Linked DNA regions of Sus scrofa: all the other regions are linked to region 3. The links are chromatin contacts, called in public HiChIP or PLAC-seq maps. All regions are on one chromosome and are shown on one strand. The core of a region is the stretch at or near the end of the contact, and the rest is flanking DNA. Distances in the headings are between cores, read along the strand shown.

Region 1 (4,454 bases), core at 1,805-4,304, 150 kb before region 3:
CGGGTCCTTAATCCACTGGTCGAGGGCAGGGATCAAACCCATATCCTCATGGATACTAGTCAGGTTCGCTGACTGCCAAGCCATGACAGGAACTCCTTTTTGTTTTTTAAAAGGCTGAACTCATGGCATATGGAAGTTCCTGGGCTAGTGACTGAATCTCAGCCACAGCTGTGGCAACAAAGGATCCTTTAATCCACTGCATGAGGCCAGGAATCAAACCCATGCCTCTGCAGTCACCCAAGCTACTGCAGTCAGCTTCTTTTCTTTTTTTTTTAGGGCCACACCCATGGCACATGGAGGTTCCTGGGCTGGGGGTTGAATTAGAGCTGTAGCTGCCAGCCTACATCACAGCCACGCAAGATCCTCAACCCACTGAGCCGGCCAGGGATCAAACCTGCAACGTCATGGTTACTAGTCGGGTTCGTTAACCACCAAGCCATGATGGGAACTCCCTGCAGTCAGATTCTTAACCCACTACACCACAGTGGGAACTCCTGAATGATTTTTTTAAATCAATAATTCTTCTATCTTAAAGCCCTCAGGAGTTATGAATCATCACCTTCATAACCCTATCTCACACTGCCCTTATTTCCTCAGCTTCATCCACTTATAACAGCCTTACAAGTAAGCTCCCAAGAACTGGAGGAAAGTGTTTGTATTTAACTCCTAAACTGCAGCTCTTTTTTTTTTCTTTGCTTATCTGTTGGTACAGAAATACTATTCAGGAAAGTAACTACACCAGCAAGGAGATAATAACCAAAACTTTGTTCTTTCACTTCTGATAATAAATATACCTATGTATAAGGTCTTCACTTCTGTTTCTAAACTGCTGGTGGAAAAATCAAAACCAAAAAAATGTTAGATTAAATTTTTGGACTGTCAAGCCCACCAGCAAAATATGTTGAGAATTTACTAATTGTTACATGTGACCTGACCGAAAAATTGTGTTCCAAATAGTACAGACCCACTAATGTGCTTATATACAGTAGTTATGGGAAGATTTTTCTTATGTAGCTAATATGCTTCAGGAGAAATGAACTTAAACCACCACATTTCTGTAAGTATTAAATACTGAGCCATGGAAAAGTAGGGTACTATTGTATTTTTATTCAGAAAATACCACCAAAACTTTCTCTATTGCCTAGTTTCAGCTAAATACAGTTCTTCCCTGCTTCAATCAATTTTACCTAGGAGTTCCAAGAAACACAGGCCCTTCAGAAGCAGCCAACGACCGCATCTACATTGCTATTTCAAAGACAGCTTCTAACTTTATGAAGAAACCTAACATGGGTAATGTAAAAACTACTCAAGGTGAGAAGAAGCTGCAAGCCCAAATGCCTGGATATCTTGAGTCAAACTAAAATAGGAAACAAAGACTTCCAAGTTGCTCAGTCATCTCATCTAGCACTATCTATCTGACAAACTCAGAATCCACTTCTAGGATGAGCCTAAGAGAGGTTTCACAAGCTCAAACGTGTTAGGCAGGTTGACACAAGCCAGATGTCTCTGTGCTCACTAGAAATATTGGCAAGCTCGCCTGCGGGTTAGCCTTCTGTGATCACTCAGTTTTGCTTAAACACCCTAAAAAGGATTAACATTGGAGATATCAGCTTGTGAAAATAAGGGTTAAATTCTCAAAATTCAGGTATCAATGTGATGACAAAAAATTATGGGATGTGGGGGAAAAAAGAAAACTGGAACAGAAAATATAAATGCTAATTTTCTCCACAACAGTAAAAGACATATAGGGTGGGTTTTAATTCCAATTTTTTATTAGCTTTCTAAGCACAGAAGAAACAGAGATGAATCACAACAAAGCCTTCAAAAAAGTAATTCCCCGGGGTGTGAGGTCCTGTTTTATGAGGACCTGAGGCTTGCCTGCTTCCACCAAACTCCCATCCAGCCACCCTATCTTTCTGCCCATCCACCCTCAACTCGTCTGCAATAAACGATAAGGGAAATAATGACCAGCACTAAATGTGACGTTGAGTTGCTATTTACAAATGATTTGCAAAACAACTCCCCAGTGGACCTAAGCAACCCAGGGCACACACCCAGACCCTACTTGGTGGTTGTCTAAAAGGATAAAGCCTTACTCTTCAGGGGAGCACACCGGCAGGAGGGGGCACCTCGAGAAAGCAAGGCGCTCCAGCCCCCAAGACCCCAGGCTGTCACCAGGGGATCCTGGCCCACAAGCAGCCTCGTTAAAGTGTTACCTTCACAAGACTTATCACCCCAACTTTCCACTCCTAAAACCTAAGTGGGAGTGAAAGGGTCCTGGGGTGAAAGGAGCAAGTAGAAAGCTCTATCTTCTGTGCTCAGAACCTAGAAAAAAGCAATGGGCAGGGCAGACGGAGACGGCAACCGGCACGCGTCGGAAACAGGCCGTGCAGGAGAGTGGGAGGTCTCTAAGCGTGCAAACACACGCAAGAGAGGAACACGAGCAAAGGCTGTGGTGATGCAGAAATGCGGGAGCAGAAATCGGATGTGTCGAGTTTGGGGTCGAGGTAGAGAGAGGGGGCTGGAGGAGTCCCTGCGTGCTCGAAGCGGGTTCGGGAGGCGGCGGCCATCAGGCTCCGCGAGCTCTTGGGTCAGGTTCCCGGAGACCTGCGCGGTGGGGACGCCCGGCGCGAGCAGCGAGAGACAAGGCAGGCGGTGGGGGCCGCGGCCCAGGTCGCCTGAACAAAGCCGGCGCGCGCGGGGTCCGGCTACTCACAACAAGAAGCTCATGTCGGCCGCGGGGCGGGCTGCGGGCTCGGCGGTCGCGAGGCCTCTGGGCGGCGGCGGCGGCCAGGCCAGGCCAGGAGAGGAAGAGAAGGACGAGGACGAAGAGGAGGCGGGGAGCGCCGGCTGCTCGGCGGCCGCAACTTCTTCGGCTCTGCTAGTTCCAATGGCAGGCAGAGGGGGCGGAAGTGGGAAGCGCACGGCTTGAATCACTCAATGGGAGGGGAAGCGAAGGGAGGCGGGGAAAGGGAGGCTCGCCTGCTCCCGGGAGAACTGCGTCGCAGCCGCCGAGCTATTCCCCACCTCCTGGTCCCCAGCCCCTCTCGGCCTCCACCAGCGAGCTCTCGCGAGAGAGGCGCGCGCCCACCCCACCCCTCCCGTTATGGTCCCGGGTCTCTCTTGGTCTGGACACCTTCGCAGCCCTGGACCACGCCCCACGAGTACGCAAGGGCCAGCCCGTGGGTCAGTCCAGTCTGCCCGGGTGGGGGTCGTGGCAAAGCACTCGGAGCTGCCTAGAGGTCAGGAAGGAAATGGGCTTCAGCGCCCGCATGTCAGGGTCCTGCAGTGAGGGATGGAATTGCCACCAGAGTTCTGCCCACTGAGTGCCCAGATGAAAGGTTACGGAGTCTCTCTGCTAAGTGTATAAAAAACAGGAGAGAGTTTCATCTGGTTGGAATGGTTAGGGTGTGGTTCCGCCAGATGAGAGGAAAGGATCTAAGTTTTTGGTTTTTTTTTTTTTTTTTTTTGTCTTTTTGCTATTTCTTTGGGCCGCTCCTGCGGCATATGGAGGTTCCCAGGCTAGGGGTCGAATCGGAGCTGTAGCCACCGGCCTAGCCAGAGCCACAGCAACGCGGGATCCGAGCCGCGTCTGCAACCTACACCACAGGTCACAGCAACGCCCAATCCTTCACCCACTGAACAAGGCCAGGGACCGAACCTGCAACCTCATGGTTCCTAGTCGGATTCGTTAACCACTGCGCCACGACGGGAACTCCCCAAGTTGTCATTTTATGGGCATATTTTAAAACCCTGAACTAGGAGATGGTCAAAGTCCGTCACTAACAGGCAAGTGAGGCCGTCGTCAGCAGCTGGGAAAATTGATGTGATGGCCTATTCAAGATACGTGGAGCATTCTTAAATGGATTATAAAGCCTTGCCCTGGGTCCCTTCAGTGTGTGAAATGCAAGTCCCTCAGTAAGGGGGACTAATCTTTTCTAACTGCTAGAATGTTTTGTGTATCATGTGCCAAATGGCTATAATGGACTTTAACCTCGGAAATGCTTTATCAGAATTGCCACCGATGACCAGCCCACCACAGCTTTATCGTTTTGGGTAACCGTTTATATTGCAAAGAGACGTCCATCTTCTTTAAAACACCCACTAAATCTACAAGTAACTTTTCAAAGAATCTAAACAAAGCATAAATTATGTGCGGCTAGTAAACCACCCTCGGCTAATGGACCTGAAGGAGGTGCCAATATGAAAGGTATTCTGTTGCGTTTACATACTAGTAGTTTGGCATGTCAGTAAATCAAACCATTTTTAAAAACAGAAAAAAATATTGAAGCCTTGATACTATCTCAGGAATAGCAGAGGTCACTGGAATAATTTGAAAAGACTTAAAGGTTCCAAAGATGTTGGAAACGAGGGGAAAAGAGGAGTTATCTTACTAAAATGAAAATAGTTCCCGTCGTGGTGCAGCAGAAATGAATCTGACTAGGAACCATGAG
Region 2 (4,412 bases), core at 217-2,716, 210 kb before region 3:
ACTGTAGTATATCCATGCAATGGATATACCACTCAGCAACAAAAAAGAACAAACCACAGGTACAAGTGACATGAATAAATCTAAAAACATTTCGCTAAATTTGAGAAGCAAGACACCAAAGGCTACATGCTTAGATTTCATTTATATGACATTCTGGAAAAGGCAAAACTTGACAGGAATAGAAATCAGATCAGTGCTTGCCAGGGGGTAGGAACGGAGAGGGGGCTGACGACAAAAGAGCAAGAAGGACTTTGTGCAGTGATGGAAACGTTCTGACTCAATCTTGGTGGTGGTAGTAAAACATTGTCAAACCTCATAGAGGGGGAGTTCCCGTCGTGGCGCAGTAGTGAACGAATCCGACTAGGAACCATGACGTTGTGGGTTCGGTCCCTGCCCTTGCTCAGTGAGTTAATGATCCGGCGTTGCAGTGAGCTGTGGTATAGGTTGCAGACGCGGCTCGGATCCCGCGTTGCTGTGGCTCTGGCGTAGGCTGGTGGCTGCAGCTCCGATTCGACCCCTAGCCTGGGAACCTCCTTATGCCACGGAAGCGGCCCAAAGAAATAGCAAAAAGACAAAAAACAAAAAAAACCTCATAGAGTAAGAAGTATGCCTAAAAAGGGACAATTTAACCTATGTAAACTACACCTCAAGAACTGACACAAACACGCATCCTAAAAATAAATAAATAAAAATAAAACAGAAACAAAACCAAAAACCCTTCCTTGTGCGCGGTCCCAACAAAGAGGATGAAAAGAACCCGAGGCGCGCTTCCTAGGGCTCGCGGGCCTGGGGCCTAACGCGCAGAGCTGCCACCCCCGGCCGGGAGGGAAGCTGGGGAAGGCAGAGAAGGATGCTTTCGGAGGCACAAGCCTGAAGGCGCGTCCGCATCCACACACAGCACTAGGCAGGGCGGAAAGCCCCCACAGAAGCGACGCGGCGAGGGCGTGCTTCAGCAGCCGTCGCCGCCGTGACTACCCCCGCTTTTGGACCAACATTTCCCGAGGCTCCTTACCGATGTTCCCTTCAATGGAAATTTTCTTGATGCGGTTCCCCTCTGAGCTGGCTGGGGAAGACGGGCAGCTCCTCTTGGGGGGGGTGGCCATGCCTCGCCCGTGGCGGCCCCGAGGGCGTTGGGCAAGGGGGCTGGGAGGTGCCGCAGACTGCGCGCGCCGGGGCTCACGCTACCGCGGAGCTCGTGTGGACCCGCACGCGGAACCCTCACCCCTTGCAGGTTCTCCGGACGGCGGGCCCGCGGGTTTGATTTTGGCGCGCGGAGTCAGCTGCCGACGGGGGCGGGGCTGCAGAGTGGCCGCCCACCCAGCGAGGAAGCCACGCCCCCGCTTTCTCTCAAACCCGAGATCCCGCCTCGGCCCCTCGGCCTTCGCCCCCTTCGGCTGGGGCGGGGGGCCCCTACGTGCGCGCCCGGCACGTCGGGTCACGCGGGAACTGGGGACGGGGCCGCGGGAGCTGAGCGGGGGGCGGGACCGCGCGCGCGCCGGCGCGCCTTTTCCCAGCAAGCTGGGGCGGAGGGGCGTTCCCGGAATTGGCTGGGAACCGGCGCGGGCACCCAAGGTCGAAGGGCGCCCAGGGGCAGGGGGCGTCTCCTTCGCTCGTCACCTTCGCTAGTCACCTGGAGTGGGCTGGGTTTCGGAGAACTCCCCTCCCCTGTGGGGCCTGTGGACTCAGAGCATCTGGACCGAATTGGTTGGGCTTTTTTGTCTTTTTTTTTTTTTTTGGTCTTTTTGCCTTTTCTAGGGCCGCTCTGGGGTCATATGGAGGTTTCCAGGAGTCTAATCAGAGCTGTAGCCGCCAGCCTACGCCACAGCAACGCCAGATCCGAGCCAGGTCTGCGACCTAGACCACAGCTCATGGCAACACCAGATCCTTAACCTGCTGAGCAAGGCCACGGATGGAACCCGCAACCTCATGGTTCCTAGTCGGGTTCTTTAACACTGAGCCATGATGGGAACTCCGAGTCAGCTGGACTTTAAACTTGTCAGAGGGAAGCAATGAGTAGTAGAAAAACGGAGTCCCAGGAATTCTCAGCCAGGAGGACTGTCGCAGGCTAGATGGCGCTAGGCACCCCAGCCCTCAGGGAATGTAATTGCATTCTTGCGTGTAGACGGTATTTCCAGCGTTTTTCTTGAATTAACTAGCAATCAGGTGCCACAGATCTCACCATGAGCTCCTTTATCAGTGAGGAGCCAGGCACTGAGGGGCTACTGTTAAGTCTCCAAGTCAGTGAGTGGAAATGGGATAGAAAGTTAGGTTTTCAGATGCCACCTCCTGATCTCTCATATCCTGATATGGATGGCGCTTTGCGTTGAAGGGGTTGGAATATGCCACCCTGAATATGCCACTCTGGCATATTATTTTGGATTAAATAAGAACCTCTGACCCTTTGTTCCTACCTGAAAGCAGGAAATAAATCTCTCATGTAAAAGGTACCCTCCCTGTACCAAGAGGGTAGAAAGCATCCTTATTATCAGAGATTGGGAATTCAGGGCAGAGAAGGCTGGATAAATAAACCTTGTTACTGTTTCATCAATTTACTACAACTGGCCCAAACCCTTCCTCTTGTGGCTTCTTCACAAATTTATTATTTGTCTAAAAGGTATAAAAGCTTCCCGCTTTGGTCATTTCATTGATTCTCATATTTTTAAGGGGACTTTATATGTAATTAAATGCTTTTCTGCTATTAATCTGTCTTACATCAATGATTAGGTCAGCCAAAGAGCCTGAGAGGAAAAAAATTCTACACTCCTACAGTGATGAGAATAAGTCACCACACTGAGTAGGTTTCTTTTCAGCATACTATAAAACTAATTAACTTTGCTTGCCCTACACCTGGTGGTTAACAAATGTATGTTGAATATTTGAGTGCTTCCTTATATGCCATGTCCTCTGCTGGATGACTCATCTAATTGGGGACAAATGCAGACACACCCAGAGGAATTCATTTTCAGTCATGGTAAAGACCTAGTAAACAGGTCACTGCCCGGGCTGGAAGTGCCCAAGTTCAAATTGTCTACAGAAACCAAAGGCCCTGTTACTCTTTTCTACCTTACAACTGTCAATCAGATCTGAAATGAATCTAAAGGTGGAATCACAACAAGGAAGATAAATGAAGCTGTTCTGAAATAAAGGGCAGAAATCAAAATGTGACTCGAGGATGAAAACAGCAAAAATCATTTTTTGTAACTTTCCAATATTGTGTTGTTATGCTATTATTTATGTATATTGCCTTTGTTTATCCCTATAGTGCTTAATAGCAGGATTCTTAAAATGAAAAAGGCCTGAATAGTCATTTGTATGGCAAGGAAGCCAGAGAAGCTACTGGGTGTTATATTCTACATCCCAGCTTGAGGGAAAAAACCCTGAGATAAATAAGGCGGGGTCCCAGAGACCTTCAAATAGGAAGAAAGTGGAACTGAATAAATCCCATATGGATCTGATGTTTGAGGTTGAGAAGCACAAATCTCTGAATATGGTTCCCCCTCCCCCCAAAAAACCCAACAAAAACAAAAACCACAAAAAAAGTACTTGTACAGTGATTAAGAGTTTAAGCACTGGAAATTTAAAGACTGGTTTCGAATTCCAGTTCTGCCAGTTTCTGCTGTGAGGACTTGAGTTCCTCCGAGCTTAAAGAGTGTACCTCAAAAATACAAATGAAGTAAATGTGGAAACAAGGAACCTAACTCATTTAACATCAAGTTCAGGTCAATTTCCCATTTTCCTACATAACCAGTGGATAACACAAGGAAGAGACAAGAGAAAAGCACATTCAAAATCACCTCCCTGATTTTTGTCCCCAATGCCCTATCTAAAACCCATGTAGTCAACTGTTTCCGAATTTTAAAAAATTTAGGTCACATACTAGCATATGCTATATATATACATAACCATTCTTTATCCTCCTGCAGAAGTGCTAAGTCAAATACACTAATATTTTGCAGTGGGGCATTAAAGTGTTCACATTAATTGGGACAGACTATTAACCTCAGTTTGAAACCTCTGGTTTAACTGATTTTACATTAAAAAGTATTGGTCTAGGAGTTTCCATTGCAGTGCAGCAGAAATGAACCCAACTGGGAACCATGAGGTTTCAGGTTCGATCCCAGGCCTCACTCAGTGGGTTAAGGATCTGGCATTGCCGTGAGCTGTGGTGTAGGTTGCAGACATGGCTTGGATCTGGGGTTGCTGTGGCTGTGGTGTAGTCCAGCGCCTATGGCTCCGATTCGAACCCTAGCCTGGGAACCTCCATATGCCGCAGGAGTAGCCCAAGAAATGGCAAAAAGACAAAAAAAAAAAAAGAAAAAGAAGAAGAATTAAAGGAATAATATTTAGGTTTTTTTTGTTTTTTTGGGGGTTGTCTTTTTTTTTTTTTTTTTACTTGTCTTTCTAGGGCTGCA
Region 3 (4,294 bases), core at 1,792-4,291:
GTCAGTTATGAAACTTTAGCTTTAAGTCCTCCGCTGCTGATCGTAACCATGCTAAGGCCCCAATTTTATGACAATACTTGAAAAAATAAAGTCAACCCTTAATAAGAAGAAATCAAATAAATCAACTGCAATTCATATAATCCCCATAACTGATACTAGCCAACAGTTTAAAAATTCTTCCACACTTTCTATCACAACTGTTACAGAGAGTTATAAAGAACTGAGAGGAAGGTTTTCTTCATTCTACAATGACTGGTTAATAAACAGATTATACAAAAATAGAAATTTTTAGAAAGAAAAAGAGAGGCTGTGCTTAAAGCACAAAATAGAAAGCAGATTCCTTAGAAAATAAAAAGTACTGTTGAGAATATTTTTATCTTCTCTGCTTATAAAAAGACTCATGTCCGACCTTAGACATTCCTATTAGGAGGTTAGTAGATTAGTAGCAACACACAAACTATGGTTTTACTCAGACTCTTAGTCAATGGTCAGTGTTGGCCCCCATTCTAGGCAAGTAATTAAGAGAAGATAACAAAGGACTCCCTAGAGCTGAATCCAAAGGACCCTAATCAAGGGAAGAACTATCCAATCACCGTTTTGGATGTCTGGTATTCACTTAAAGAGCGTAGACTCCTTAGGCAAGGAATTTGTCAATTTCATCCCTTCTTTCACACTGTACATAACTTCGGACAAATTACTGAAACCACACACATGCTCAGCCGCCTCACCTAAAAATGTGGCACATTTGGCTCACAGAGATGAGAGCTGAACTATGAAAATCACAACACATGCACTTAGGAAATATTCAGCTAACATTACTCTTTTTCTAGTGGATGGATCTGGGGCAGAAAAGTCAAAGTCAGGGTATCTTGGCAGTGCAGAAGTCAACAGGTTTGCTTTGGTGCTAAAAAGAAATCTCTAGCTCTCTCTGAGAGAGAGAGACAGAGACAAAGAGATTAACTGATTCCCTCTTCACCTAGGCAAGCGTCTCTCCCTTTTCAGAACTCATACAGCAAAGTATTGGGCATATATATTACAAATTGTATCGAATCATTTTCATACTCTAAGATCGTGTCTTTTTAAACCAGACTTAACACTCCTCCAAGAGTCTTTTAACACATTGTCTACTCTAAGGCCCCGCTCACTACAAGCAGCAACGGACATTTACTGACTGAAACAGGACCAAGTGGGGTCCTCCACATTCAGAGGGCTCCGGTGACAGTGGTTTTAAAAGGTGGAGGCCTCTTGCTGTCAAATCATATCATCCTGGAAAGTGTCCTCTCAAAGCCATACTTTTTCCCCTTCTCATCATCGCACGCACTGTTTCCTGATTTCTCTTCCCATCCTGGGGGATGGATCTGTGATCTTTACGGGTGTGGAGTGAATGCTCGTAAAAAATTGAGTGGTCCAACCGAGGCCACGCGGGCGGCGGCGGCGCAGCAGCCACACCCACTCGGCCGCCGCTGCGCTGGGAACCCGCAGAAGGCGGGCGGGCCGGGCTGCCGGGACGCCCCCTCCCCGACCGCTCCGGGGAAGGCTCCCAGCAGAAACCCGGGGCTGGGAGCCCGCAAGCACGTGGGAGGCTGGGAGGACAAGCGCCCGGCCCGGGAGGGGCGGGGAGGGGACGCCGGGCGGGCGCCTGCGGCCTGGGGAGACTCGGAGGTAAACAGTTCCGCGCCCGGTCGCCGCCGCCCCCTGCGCCCCGGGCCCGGAGCTTTCCGAGAGCCGCCCCCAGCGCCCCCTCCTCTCCGCCGACCCGGCTCCGTTCCCGGGACCCAGCGGGAGGCGGAGCTCCGCGGAGCCGGGCTGGCCCTTCCCAGCCCAGGCCCCCCCTTCCCCGCCCGCGTCCCCCTGTCCGGCGGCCACTCACGGTGTTTGCCGCCGCTGCCGCCGCCGCCGCCGCCGCCGCTCGGGTAGCTCAGCAACAGGAAGGGCAGCGGGGAGCCCGGCGACGGCGGAGTCCTCCAGGCGCGCTGTTGCTGCTGCGGCGGCGGGCGCGCTACGAAGCCGGCGCCTCCATCGCCCGGGTAGAGCAGGAAGAAGGGGGCGGCTACCGGCGAGCCGGGCTCCGAGGGCCCCGGGGGGGAGGCCAGCGGCGGCCCCGCCTTGTCCTCCCGGTCCGCGCCCCCGGCTGGAGCGCGGCGCCGCTCCTCCTGCCGCTGCTTCCCGCCCCTCGCCGGCTCCTCGCTGCAACTTTCCGCGCCGGTGGCGGGCGGCGGCGAGGTCTCAGCCATGCTCGTTTCTTCCTTCGCCGCCGCCTCGGAGTGGCGCCCGGGCTTGGGCGAAAGCAGAGGGTCACGGCGGTGAGCCGCCGCCCCGTCCCGTCCGCACCGCCGCCACCTTCCTCCTTGGCTACGGGCCGGCGTCTGGGCTCCGCCGCTCGGTCTACAGCTCGCCCCGCCGGGGTTTGAGCCAGCTGGAGGGCCCGCCCCGCCCGACGGCGCGGTCTCCCTACCGGCCGCCTCCTCCCGACTGCCCCTCCCGCCCGGGCCCCCAAGCCTGCGGCGCGGCTCCCCTAGGGGGCGGCCTCCGCCGCTTCCCACTGCCCACCTTCCTCTGGGCTCCCGCGGCGCTGGGGGGAGGAGACGGCACCCGGTGCCTCGGCCTTCCCCGCCCCCGGAACGGCCCTCCTAGGCGGTCAGGTGTGTTTGCTCCCGGTGCTTGTACGGTGTGAGGCCTGGCGAAAATCTAGCGGCGCTGCTGTGTGTGTTACCACCTAACTTCATCGGCAGCCCAGAGGCACAAAGATATGGGTTGAAGAAAGGGCGAAAGCCAATTTTGAAAAGGAACCTGCCCACCCCCTCCCCCCCGCCCGGCGTTAAACTGTGCCATTTGCTTGGCACACATTGTAACTTTAACCGTTGAGTCGCAGTTTTGATTCGTGAGCTTTTTAATGTGAGAAACTGGAGGTGGGTATCTTCCTTCTCCCACGTCTTTTGTTCCTGGTCATGTGCGCTGTGTAGAAATCTTGTATTTGCTTTGACTTTCACTCCCTGGTTTTCCGGTGTTCTGGATGCGCATGAATGCGTCTTAAACCGAACAGCTTAGAATTTATACGACAAGCCTCTATTAGAGGTCGACAGCTTTCACTTTCATAGTGCCTGTGTCTAGCTAGTAATTGGCCGCTGTTGCTTTATTTTCACTATTAGAATCAACGATTAGTGATCCAGTCATTCCCATAAGTAAACATTTCCTTCTTTAATGCAGACAATTTGCAGTTACTGTTATTTTTTTACGCTGGATTCCACGAACGTGACCCCGTAGTTTCTAGCTGGTTTTGTGTTCGGGGTGGAAGATGCTGGCAGAGAATCCATGTTGACTCATAATTAAAAATCACTGTTGTGTAACATTTGCTCCACCTGCTTTTCCTCCTTTCTCTGGTCTGTCTTGCCATTTGTAGAGGAAATTATGCTTCTCTGAAAGGAAAAGTAAACCTTTTAATTTTTGTTCTCTGAAAATAACTCTTGAAATTACAAGAAATTACCTTGAGATTTCTAATACTATCTTTCACCAAATCTTTTAAACCAAACATATGTTTACAAGAAGCTAATTTCAAGCAGTCAGAAAATCTCTTAGTAGTCTTAGTTTCTGGCATTTCCCTGACCTGTTGATTTCAGTGCTAGTGCCTGCTGGAGTAAGGCATTTCTCTCAGAGCCTGGATTCCTGTTCTGGCAAAGGGAAAATTAATTATTATTAGTTATGTATTATTATTTTAGTAAAACACCATGTGACTTACAATAATAAAAACAAAATTGAGGGGGAGAAAAGCTTTTTCATCATATCTTTAGCACTTGGAATTTGTTGGGCCTTTTCATTTCAGTCTTGGTGAGGGTAGGTGTCTTGATAAAAACAATAACTGCCAGAGTTCCCTTCATGGCTCAGCAGTAACAGTCCATGAGGACCCAGGTTCAATCTCTGGCCTCAGTCGGTGGGTTAAGGATTCCACCTGCGGTGAGCTATGGTGTAGGTCCCAGACATGGCTTGGATCTGGCGTTGCTGTGGTATAGGCCAGCAGCTAGAGCTCCCATTTGACCCCTGGCTTGGGAACTTCCATCTGCCTGGGGTGCAGCCCTAAAAAGCAAAAAAGATTAAAATAAATAAAATAAAACATAATTGCCTTTTAGGAATTACAAACGTTTCTTCAAGGTATAATACCTTGAGGAGAAGAACTAAAAGATTCCAGGTGTATTATATAGGTTTAATACCCATCCTTAACTGGATCTTTTACCTTGTTTTTGCATGCAGAAATTTCTAAGTATCATTGTATTCCTGTCAGCTCCCTTCTCAAAGATGT

What was found. HiChIP or PLAC-seq counts read pairs in DNA pulled down with a chosen protein or histone mark.
Region 1: a contact with region 3 is called in an H3K27ac HiChIP or PLAC-seq map of alveolar macrophages. The contact joins the promoter of MOB1B here to the promoter of RUFY3 in region 3. A contact is called at or near these places in 2 of 2 datasets of contacts at active chromatin or transcription factors (alveolar macrophages and skeletal muscle).
Region 2: an H3K27ac HiChIP or PLAC-seq map of alveolar macrophages shows a contact between it and region 3. The contact joins the promoter of DCK here to the promoter of RUFY3 in region 3. A contact is called at or near these places in 1 of 5 promoter capture datasets (liver), 2 of 47 Hi-C or Micro-C datasets (alveolar macrophages and liver) and 2 of 2 datasets of contacts at active chromatin or transcription factors (alveolar macrophages and skeletal muscle).

What each region holds. Positions count from the first base shown.
Region 1 is chr8:67,646,462-67,650,915 of Sscrofa11.1, reverse strand. MOB1B (MOB kinase activator 1B) reads right to left here and starts at 3,054. Exons shown (of 6, transcript XM_003129073.4): 1 at 2,717-3,054. The coding sequence starts at 2,730.
Region 2 is chr8:67,703,715-67,708,126 of Sscrofa11.1, reverse strand. DCK (deoxycytidine kinase) reads right to left here and starts at 1,466. Exons shown (of 7, transcript XM_003129074.5): 1 at 1,013-1,466. The coding sequence starts at 1,103.
Region 3 is chr8:67,493,299-67,497,592 of Sscrofa11.1, reverse strand. RUFY3 (protein RUFY3) reads right to left here and starts at 3,041. Exons shown (of 18, transcript XM_021101418.1): 1 at 2,551-3,041.